Regions from separate parts of the Mus musculus genome. Here all the other regions are linked to region 2. The links are chromatin contacts, called in public HiChIP or PLAC-seq and promoter capture Hi-C maps. All regions are on one chromosome and are shown on one strand. Each heading gives the region's core, a stretch centred on a gene start, on an enhancer-like site or on the middle of the called end of the contact. The rest is flanking DNA. Distances are from core to core; before and after follow the strand shown.

Evidence for each region. Promoter capture Hi-C pulls out the DNA fragments that hold promoters and counts their contacts. HiChIP or PLAC-seq counts read pairs in DNA pulled down with a chosen protein or histone mark.
Region 1: a contact with region 2 is called in an H3K4me3 HiChIP or PLAC-seq map of bone marrow-derived macrophages, with 5 times the contacts expected there. The contact joins two enhancer-like sites. A contact is called at or near these places in 1 of 484 Hi-C or Micro-C datasets (bone marrow-derived macrophages), 4 of 115 datasets of contacts at active chromatin or transcription factors (bone marrow-derived macrophages, cardiomyocytes, embryonic stem cells and 1 more) and 2 of 9 other capture datasets (adipose tissue and liver).
Region 3: a promoter capture Hi-C map of pre-B cells shows a contact between it and region 2, with 2.2 times the contacts expected there. The contact joins the promoter of Vps8 here to the enhancer-like site in region 2. A contact is called at or near these places in 4 of 39 promoter capture datasets (the C10 cell line, the SN4741 cell line, embryonic stem cells and 1 more).

The regions. Positions count from the first base shown.
Region 1 is chr16:22,094,554-22,097,253 of GRCm38.p6, forward strand. The region is part of intron 2 of Igf2bp2 (insulin-like growth factor 2 mRNA binding protein 2); the gene reads right to left. Among named protein-coding and RNA genes, the nearest start is that of Igf2bp2, 67 kb to the right of the region's middle. Within about 2 kb of position 1,363, at least 10 of the 459 cell types and tissues checked have an H3K27ac peak or open chromatin away from gene starts, as enhancers often do. A contact at or near this core is called in bone marrow-derived macrophages, where this site is marked.
Region 2 is chr16:21,813,854-21,816,553 of GRCm38.p6, forward strand. No RefSeq gene overlaps it. Among named protein-coding and RNA genes, the nearest start is that of 1300002E11Rik, 21 kb to the left of the region's middle. Within about 2 kb of position 1,283, at least 65 of the 459 cell types and tissues checked have an H3K27ac peak or open chromatin away from gene starts, as enhancers often do. A contact at or near this core is called in bone marrow-derived macrophages and pre-B cells, where this site is marked.
Region 3 is chr16:21,421,857-21,424,556 of GRCm38.p6, forward strand. Vps8 (VPS8 CORVET complex subunit) reads left to right here and starts at 1,262. Exons shown (of 47, transcript NM_001285893.1): 1 at 1,262-1,369.

The sequences.
Region 1 (2,700 bases), core at 113-2,612, 280 kb after region 2:
GAAAAGCGATTTCTAGAAAAGTGACCTTTATGTGGGCTCCGACTTCAAATCTACAATTACGACTAATCAGGATACAAACAAATATTTGCATGCGGCAGTGAGTTCAGATAAAAACCATAAAGAACCAAAGTTCTAATCTGAATGTATGAGGATGGCCTACTGTGGCACCTGGACGAGCTCACCAGTCACAGGAAGCACACATCATCAGCATCAGACCCAGGGATTTCTCTATGCCATCCCTGGATCTGCCCTGCACCAACTCTGTTATCTTCTCACCTTTCCTCAGCCCAGAAGGCAAGACCATAGCCGTGTTCAGCTGTCTGCAGCCACGGGAGTACCTGCTGCCAAGAGGTGACACTCCACTTTGTTGATGACAGTGGCTATTTTAAACAAGCCTCTTTCTCCCAACTCCACACTATAAACAATGAGCCAATACCATTTTACCCCCAAAGAAGAAACTATGCCCTCAGTCGTTTTCATTATAGTCGTGACGGCGACTATGACATGAATTCTCGATGGAGTCCTAACCCCCAAGGCAGTAGGAAGGCCATGCAAAGCAAACCATTACTCCGCCTTGTGAGCTCCTCTCATCAGCCAATCAGATCGTGTCTAGTGAAGAGGTTCCATCTCACCACACCGTGGGTTGGTGTCCTGAACAATCCGATCCAATATTCCTACCAGAGGCTAACAGCACTGTGAATGATTTTGCAGAACAGATGACCTTCAAGTTTTAACTAAAAGTGTTGCCAATCCATGTAACAAATACCACTGGGTACCTACCAGACTCTTTGCAAAGGCAAAGGGCAGCCAGGGAAAGCTGGGGTGGGCCTGTGCTAACCATTGGTGGGCCACCTTCTCTGTGGCACGGCCACGTGGAGGAAGCACTCTGTCCCTGTGCTTAGTTCTCTGAGTTTCCCCTGTCACACAAGGGAGAGATCTGGGGAAAGACCAGCAAAAACCCAGGACGCATGGGAGATGTGCTCCAGAAGAACAGGGAGGAGAACACTTTAAAGGCTCTTTATTATAATGAGCCACATAGGGATCTCTCATGGAGGGAGTGAGGAGGGGCAAACACCTGTAATCTCAGTTCTCTGGAACCCAAGGGAGAAAGACCCCACGTCTGAGGCTAGCCTTGGCCACAGAGAAAGTGCAAGAGCAGTCTGTTATCAAGGCAACACAAGCAGCACATCTGGAAGGCCAGGGGGAGATACCCATCAAAGACCATCTCTGACATCTCAGAGGATGCTGTGGCTTGGGAATCTCCAGGGATCTCTTATGATTACAGACTGGTCGGTCCAACAGGGTGGGAGGCAGAGCACACACTTACACAGAGGCAAGGGAACCTTTGGAAGTGAGGCCCAGTAGAAGGTCCTTGGGTAACTGGGGAAGTGAGGCATTTCCTTGTGACAACTTTGGCAGCTCAGCTCATACACTCCTTTTCCAAAACATAATCACATGGTTGGTGGTGCAACTCCCTTCAATACCATTCTCATGTGCTGAAGTTCTCACTAGAACCCAGCTGCTACAGACCCAAATTGAATCTGTATGGTAAGTAACCTTTAATCTTTATAAACTTAGCTGCATCAGGTATCTATTATAGCAATGAAAAGAGCATGTTGATTGATTGATTGATTGATTGATTGATTTATTTATTTATTTATTTATTTATTTATTTATTTATTTATTTTAGGTTTTTTGAGACAGGTTTTCTCTGTGTAGCCCTGGCTGTCCTGGAACTCACTCTGTGACCAGGCTGGCCTCGAACTCAGAAATCCGCCTGCCTCTGCCTCCCAAGTGCTGGGATTATAGGCGTGCGCCACCACTGCCCGGCTTGATTTTTTTTTTTAATTAGCTTCTAGAGCTCAAGTTACACAATTTGAATGCATAAAAATCTCCTGAGACTGAACAGCTCCAGACTGCCTGGTATGATCAAGGCCTTGGGATCAGTCTCCTAGCACCAAGACAAATATAGGGATTTAAATTCACCTTTAAAAAACAAAAAAAATCAGGGGATGGGGGGCTTTTGAGATAGCATTTGAAATGTAAATGAAGAAAATACCTAATTAAAAAAAAATCCCAGAGAATCTTTTTGAAAAATAGATGAGCAGACTATGGTAAGACAGAATAAAAATTGCTTTAAAAACAACAACAACTGAATTTGTTTTCTCCAAATTTCAAATATATCTACTGCCTTTAAACTGAGGAACATTAATTAGGGGTAACTTCCTAGATAAAAATGTGATTTATAACCAATTCGGAGGATTTTGTCAAGAACATTTTCTCAGACATGTGAAGGGCCTCACCTGCCTAGCACAGCCACACAGTACACTGACAATGGCTGCCCCTTATAGAAGGGCACACCTCTACAGAGTTACTAAAGTGTATGAGCACATGGTGTGTTAAAGTTAAATCAGAAAACCAGGCCTGAAGAGACATGAAGCTGGGGCAAGGGGGCAGCACCCTCACAAGGCTCCCATAAAATGGACACCTAGGGCCGGGCATGGTGGCACACACCTTTAATCCCAGCACTTGGGAGGTAGAGGCAGGAGGATTTCTGAGTTCGAGGCCAGCCTGGTCTACAGAGCGAGTTCCAGGACAGCCAGGGCTACACAGAGAAATCCTGTCACAAAAAACCAAAAAAAAAAAAAAAGAGCACCTAACATACAGGTGACAACCCAACCTAACAGACAGAGAGCTCCC
Region 2 (2,700 bases), core at 33-2,532:
GTCACTTTCTTAGTGAAGTCTAGGTTAGCCTACTGTATAACCCCTTAGCCTCCCTTCCCCCACCGTGTGTAGGCTTTATCTAGGAAGGTTCTGCTTGCTATAGCGCTTTTGGGTTCATCTTTCCGGTGCCTCTGGTCTATAAAGCTTCTGCAGGGAAATCCACTGACCATGTTTAGGAGCTCTTGTGTATGTGACAGATTGATTTTCTCTTGACACAAGTTTTTCTTTGACTTTTGACAGTTCAGTTATATTTCTTTCTGTGGACTTCTTTGGGCTCATTAGTCAGAACACTTTGACCTCATTAAATTTAGATATGCAGGGGCGGCGAGATAGCTCAGTGGGTAAAGGTTCTGGCTGCAAAGCCTTATAACGCAATCAGTCCCCAGAACCTAGGTGGAGGAGAGTTGTTCTGTAATATTGTCACATGTGTATCATAGCACATACATACCTCTTCATACGCGGTAAATAGAGAGGTAATGAGGATGTAGAGGCCTGCTTCCCTTCACTCAGTCAGCAGGACTGGGGACGTGAGCGATGTCTGCCACCTTACACTGTCCCTCTCTTACACTGTAACTCTGTGTGTGTTGGCCATCTTAACAGTGTCTCAGGCCCTCGACTGTCACGTTTCCTTCTGTCCCTTCTACTTCATGATCTTAAATCGTCTGTCTTCGAGTTTACTGAGTTATTTGATCAAATGTAATGTTGAAAACCCATTGAGTTTTTCAGCTCAGTTACTGAGTTCTCCAGTTGTGTATTTTTTTCCTTTGGTTCTTTTATGTGATTTCTGACACCCTGTTGGTATTCTCTTGTTCCTGTATTACTTCTGTGATTTCACTGGCTATTTGTGTTGTGTCTTACAGTGCCTTCAGTTTCTTTAATACAATTTCTTTCTGTTCTTTCTCTGAATTCTTCAGCTTTGGTGTATACCCGGATTGTTTGTTTCGTTGTTAGTTTTGGTTTGCACAAAGTCTTACTCTGTAGACCAGGCTGGCTTCGTGCTTATGGCAGTCCTGCCTGAGCTTGCCCACTTGTTGAGTTTACACAAGGGAGCTGCCATGTCTGGGTAGGTTTCATTTCTGTGCTTCCTGTGACAGTTCCTCGTATTTGTTTCCTGTTAGACGTACCAAGAGAATAGACCTGCAGCCTCTTCTCCCAGTCATTTACGGACTAGATTCATACAGAGTGGATATTCACCCATCAGCCGAGATAGTTGAACCTCTCAAGTCTTTTATGGGTGCGTGGTCTCTGGACTGTGGGTTTATGTAATTCCATAATTGGAACACTTTTCCAGGAACTTGTAAGGGCTTCTTCCTCCCTCTGGTGTCTATTCTTGGTACTGCATACTCAGCACTATCCAGGCATCCAAAAATCCCACATTATCTCAGCACTTCCAAGTCAGGCTTGATAGAAACAGTCACTTAAAGCTTCTGAAAAGACGGGAAGTTAGACATACTTTCTTCTTTTCCCTTCTCCCCACAAGGAAGAAACTATGTATTTTACATTTCCAGCCGTGCTGGGAAGTGTACACTCAGCTACATGTCAGGTGCCTGGCTGCCTGTGGAGCTCTATGGCATCCAAATATGCAGTCCTACAAGAAAGTGAGCCCTTCAGATGTGTGTTACACTATAAATTGGGTATGACTCAGGTGAGCATAGCTGGGCTGGCCCTGGAAAAGGACACGTATCAGGGGAAATAAAATGCTTTTTACATCCGTGTGAAAGTGTCTGCGGTCTCAGCTCATAGAGACCAGCATCATATATTTCAGATACAGCTGCCAGCTCCAGATTGCTCAGCCGAGCAGCTGCAGCTTGTCATTGCCACAGATCCCTCCTCGGATCCATTAGGTTTGCTAGGGTTCACACAGAACCAGGAACTTACCTATGGATGGCTGACCGTAAAGGGAATTAGCAGGAAACGATGGAGAGGGACAGAGCAGGGCACGTGAGATGGGTGAGGGCTCTGCTCTCCAGGAATGGCCGTGGCTGAGCTGCCAGATGCTCCTTTGGGCTTTTGTGAGCGCTTCATTACCCAGCTGATTAACTGCCATGTTGCTTTATTTAACTCTTAGGTCCCCGTGTCCACCCAGCATCTGATGCTGCCCCTCAGTCTTGGTGGTGCTGGGCTCCCATTGGGTTTCCTAAGGTTACCAGCCATTGGCCAGCTCACTGACATAAAATATGTCTACCGCTGAAGACTGCAAGGATTTTAGGAAACAATTACACATTTTGAATTTCAAATTTTATTTTATTTTTAACCAAGAAGCTGAGAATAGGTGAGTAGACATAGAGATAAAAAACCTTGGAGAGAAGATGATTTGATTACCTATTTTTTTTCTTCTCTGTCCCAATTATTCCTTTGTTAATCTTACCTTTATTTGAAAGATCAGAGTTGCCTGTGCTTGTGGAGTTAGTACCCCATCCATTGTTCGTCAGTAAACTGGAGGCAGTAGGACCACTGAGAACCTGAGCAAGAAAGACAGCTGGTCGTCAAGACAGCCAGCAGTTAGTGCGATGTCATGCCTGACAAAGCACAGTCACAGTTAAGAGTCTGGACACTTCATTCCATGACATAGAACACATATTCTGAGGATCTGAGCACAAGTTTTAGAGACAGAAAAGGACTGGAAGAAAGAATTGACAAGTTAGCCGGGCAGTGGTGGAGCACACATTTAATCCCAGCACTTAGGAGGCAGAGGCAGGC
Region 3 (2,700 bases), core at 12-2,511, 390 kb before region 2:
CTGTCACTCAGGGCTCAGGGTTCTGGTGTCACCATTCTGTCTAACCTACTTTAGACGGGTCTCTCTCTCTCTCTCTCTCTCTCTCTCTCTCTCTCTCTCTCTCTCTCTCTCTTTCTCTGTGTGTGTGTGTCTCATACACACACACTCACACACACAGAGTCATGGCTGAAATGTGTTTCTGTGAGTGATTATTAAAGATGTTTGGAAGCCACTGCCTGTACCCTAGCCACATCAGGCTAGCAACTTGTCCCTAAACTCACCTTGGCTTGTAACTAATCCCACTGTTCCCTCAGTTAGGCAGTCTCTCTGGCTCCTGCCTACAGAAGTCTCCTCACTCCCTGCTCCCCCCCCTTTTTTTTAGCTAAGGTGTTGATTATTTTCCTTCATCCGTGACCCTAAAAATGACAGCCCTATAGTTTCTTTATGTCACTGTGATCAGCTGGCCTTTACTGACAGTCCTAATGTACTTACAGGACAGACCTACAGTGAGCCTGGTTGATACTCAATGTAACTCCTCCTGAGGTATCTTCCCACACTCTCCCTCCTCATTTCTCCCTCACAGACAAGTCCAACAACTATGTTATCTGCCTCCTTGGGTTAATGATACCATATAGTGGCAATTGTAAACGCCAAACTATCCTGAAATAGCTTTTTCCAGTAGCATATTAGGGAAAAAAAAGATGCCTTCTCTATTTAATAATGTGACCCACTCTATTATTTTTTGATGGAACAATGACAACTAAAAATGATAATTTGGAAAAGAAGTTTTCAGTATCCATCCTTATTTGCAAAAACAATGTTTCCCCTTCCCCCCAAAATTACCCACCAAAACCCAGCAATTCTGTGTTCACCTTTCAAAAGAAAACGAATTAGTGGACACTACCAAATCCAACGAAACGAATTCCATATCCACTCCTAACCCTGCACTGTGTATCCATCCATCCATTTATCTATTTGTCGAATCTGAGACAGGTCTGTGTCGGTATCCCAGACTAGTTTGAACTCAATATGCTCCTTCTGCCTCAGGCTCCTGCGCGCCTGATGGCTGGACGATCCTTGACACCTCGTTTTGGGGTGAGTTTATGGAAGTTCAGGTGAGCTGATTGAAAGGGACGTTCCTTTTAATCTGAGGACCTCTATTTGCTAGACTCCTCCGGCTCAGATGCCAGGGCTCCTTGAGCGTCCCTGGAGGCCGGACAGAGTCTCCCTTTAAGGAGGGCGTGACGCAGAGGCTCGCACCGCCCAGTGCAGGGCGTCTCTGGGGAAGAGAGCGGAAGCGCGCCCGCCAGCTGCCGAGACTGCGCGTGCGTGGGCTGGCCTCCGCGGGGTCACGTGTGCTGGGGTCCCGTCAAGGCAGACGCCGGCTCAGGTAACACGTATTCCGAACGGGTGGGGCGGGGCGGCGGGTGCGGGCCGGCGCGGCAGGGGTGCGCAGACGGAGCTGCGCCCCAGTGGCTCCCGCAGACCCTGTGGCCACCGCGGGCTGGCTCAGGAGTCTGACTTCGCACTAGGTTAGCAGTTTCCACCCGGGTCCGGCCGCCTGCGGGGATACCGGACTGGCGCGCTCACGCCCGGACTGCGGCCGGGAGGTGGGTGCTGTCCCTCCCACGCCCGCCGCACGGCGTGGAGGTTCTCACCCGGTCCGACTGACGTGCAGCCCGTGCTGCCGCTTCCTCCTCGCCTCCTGCCAGGTGTGCCCCAATCCGAGGGCCGCAAGGTGGGGGGCACCCCTGTGCCTTGGCTTGTTGTCTAGGTGTGGCACTCGGGGGACAGAGGCACGCGGCAATCCAGAGTTTGGGTGTACTAAGTGGACATGTTTCAATGGAAGGATTGTACTGGCTTATCCGGAGTAGCTGCTGGAGCCTTCTCATAAGTAGGCGGGGCTCTATTTGCCAGAATGCTTGTTACTGTACTGCCCACTCTACTGGACACCCCACCCCCTAACCCCCCCCAAAAAGCCCAAGTAACGTAAGCACAGATGTTGGCTAGTGCCGCTAACTCTGTTCCAGGTGTCTCTGTTTGGGAGAAAATTGCACATCGTTGTGTGTGGGTTTATGTTACACTTCTGTGTTTGAAGTGCTTCCAATATAGATTGAGGATGGGGGAACCCACATGTGTTTAAGTCATGGGTTTGCTCACGTTGACATCTAAGCAGAAAAGTATTGACTCCTCTAGCACTAGCTGACCTGGTCTGTAGAATACACAATAAAGATAAATGGAGCAGTTTTGTTTGAACTGTTGAGCCTTGTATGCGGGAAGTGACTGAGTTATGTGAGAAAATTCTTTACAGACCTCTAACAGAATAAGGTGCTGATTTTTTTTTCTTTATATGTTTCTTTTGTAATTGGACTGTTGGCAGTCGTTGAGTGCATTCTGTCTTCCAGAATTTGGGGGTTTCTTAGTGACTCTTAGTGTTATCCCCACTAGTCCATAAACATTTTAGCCATTGGGATAGGAGAAGTAAGGCCCTAGAGCTGGAGTTACGAGCTGTTGTGAGCTACCCCGTGTTGGTGCTGGGAACCAAACTCTGGCCCTATATAAGAGCAGTATACCTTTTTAATCGCTGAGCCATCTCTCCCACCCCTCTATTTTGAGACAGGACCTATTGCTCAAGGCACAGCCTGCTGATTCAGCTAGATGAGCTAATAAGCCTTCGGGGCCATGTCTCCATCTCTCCCTCCTTTCCAGGTTTACAGGCTC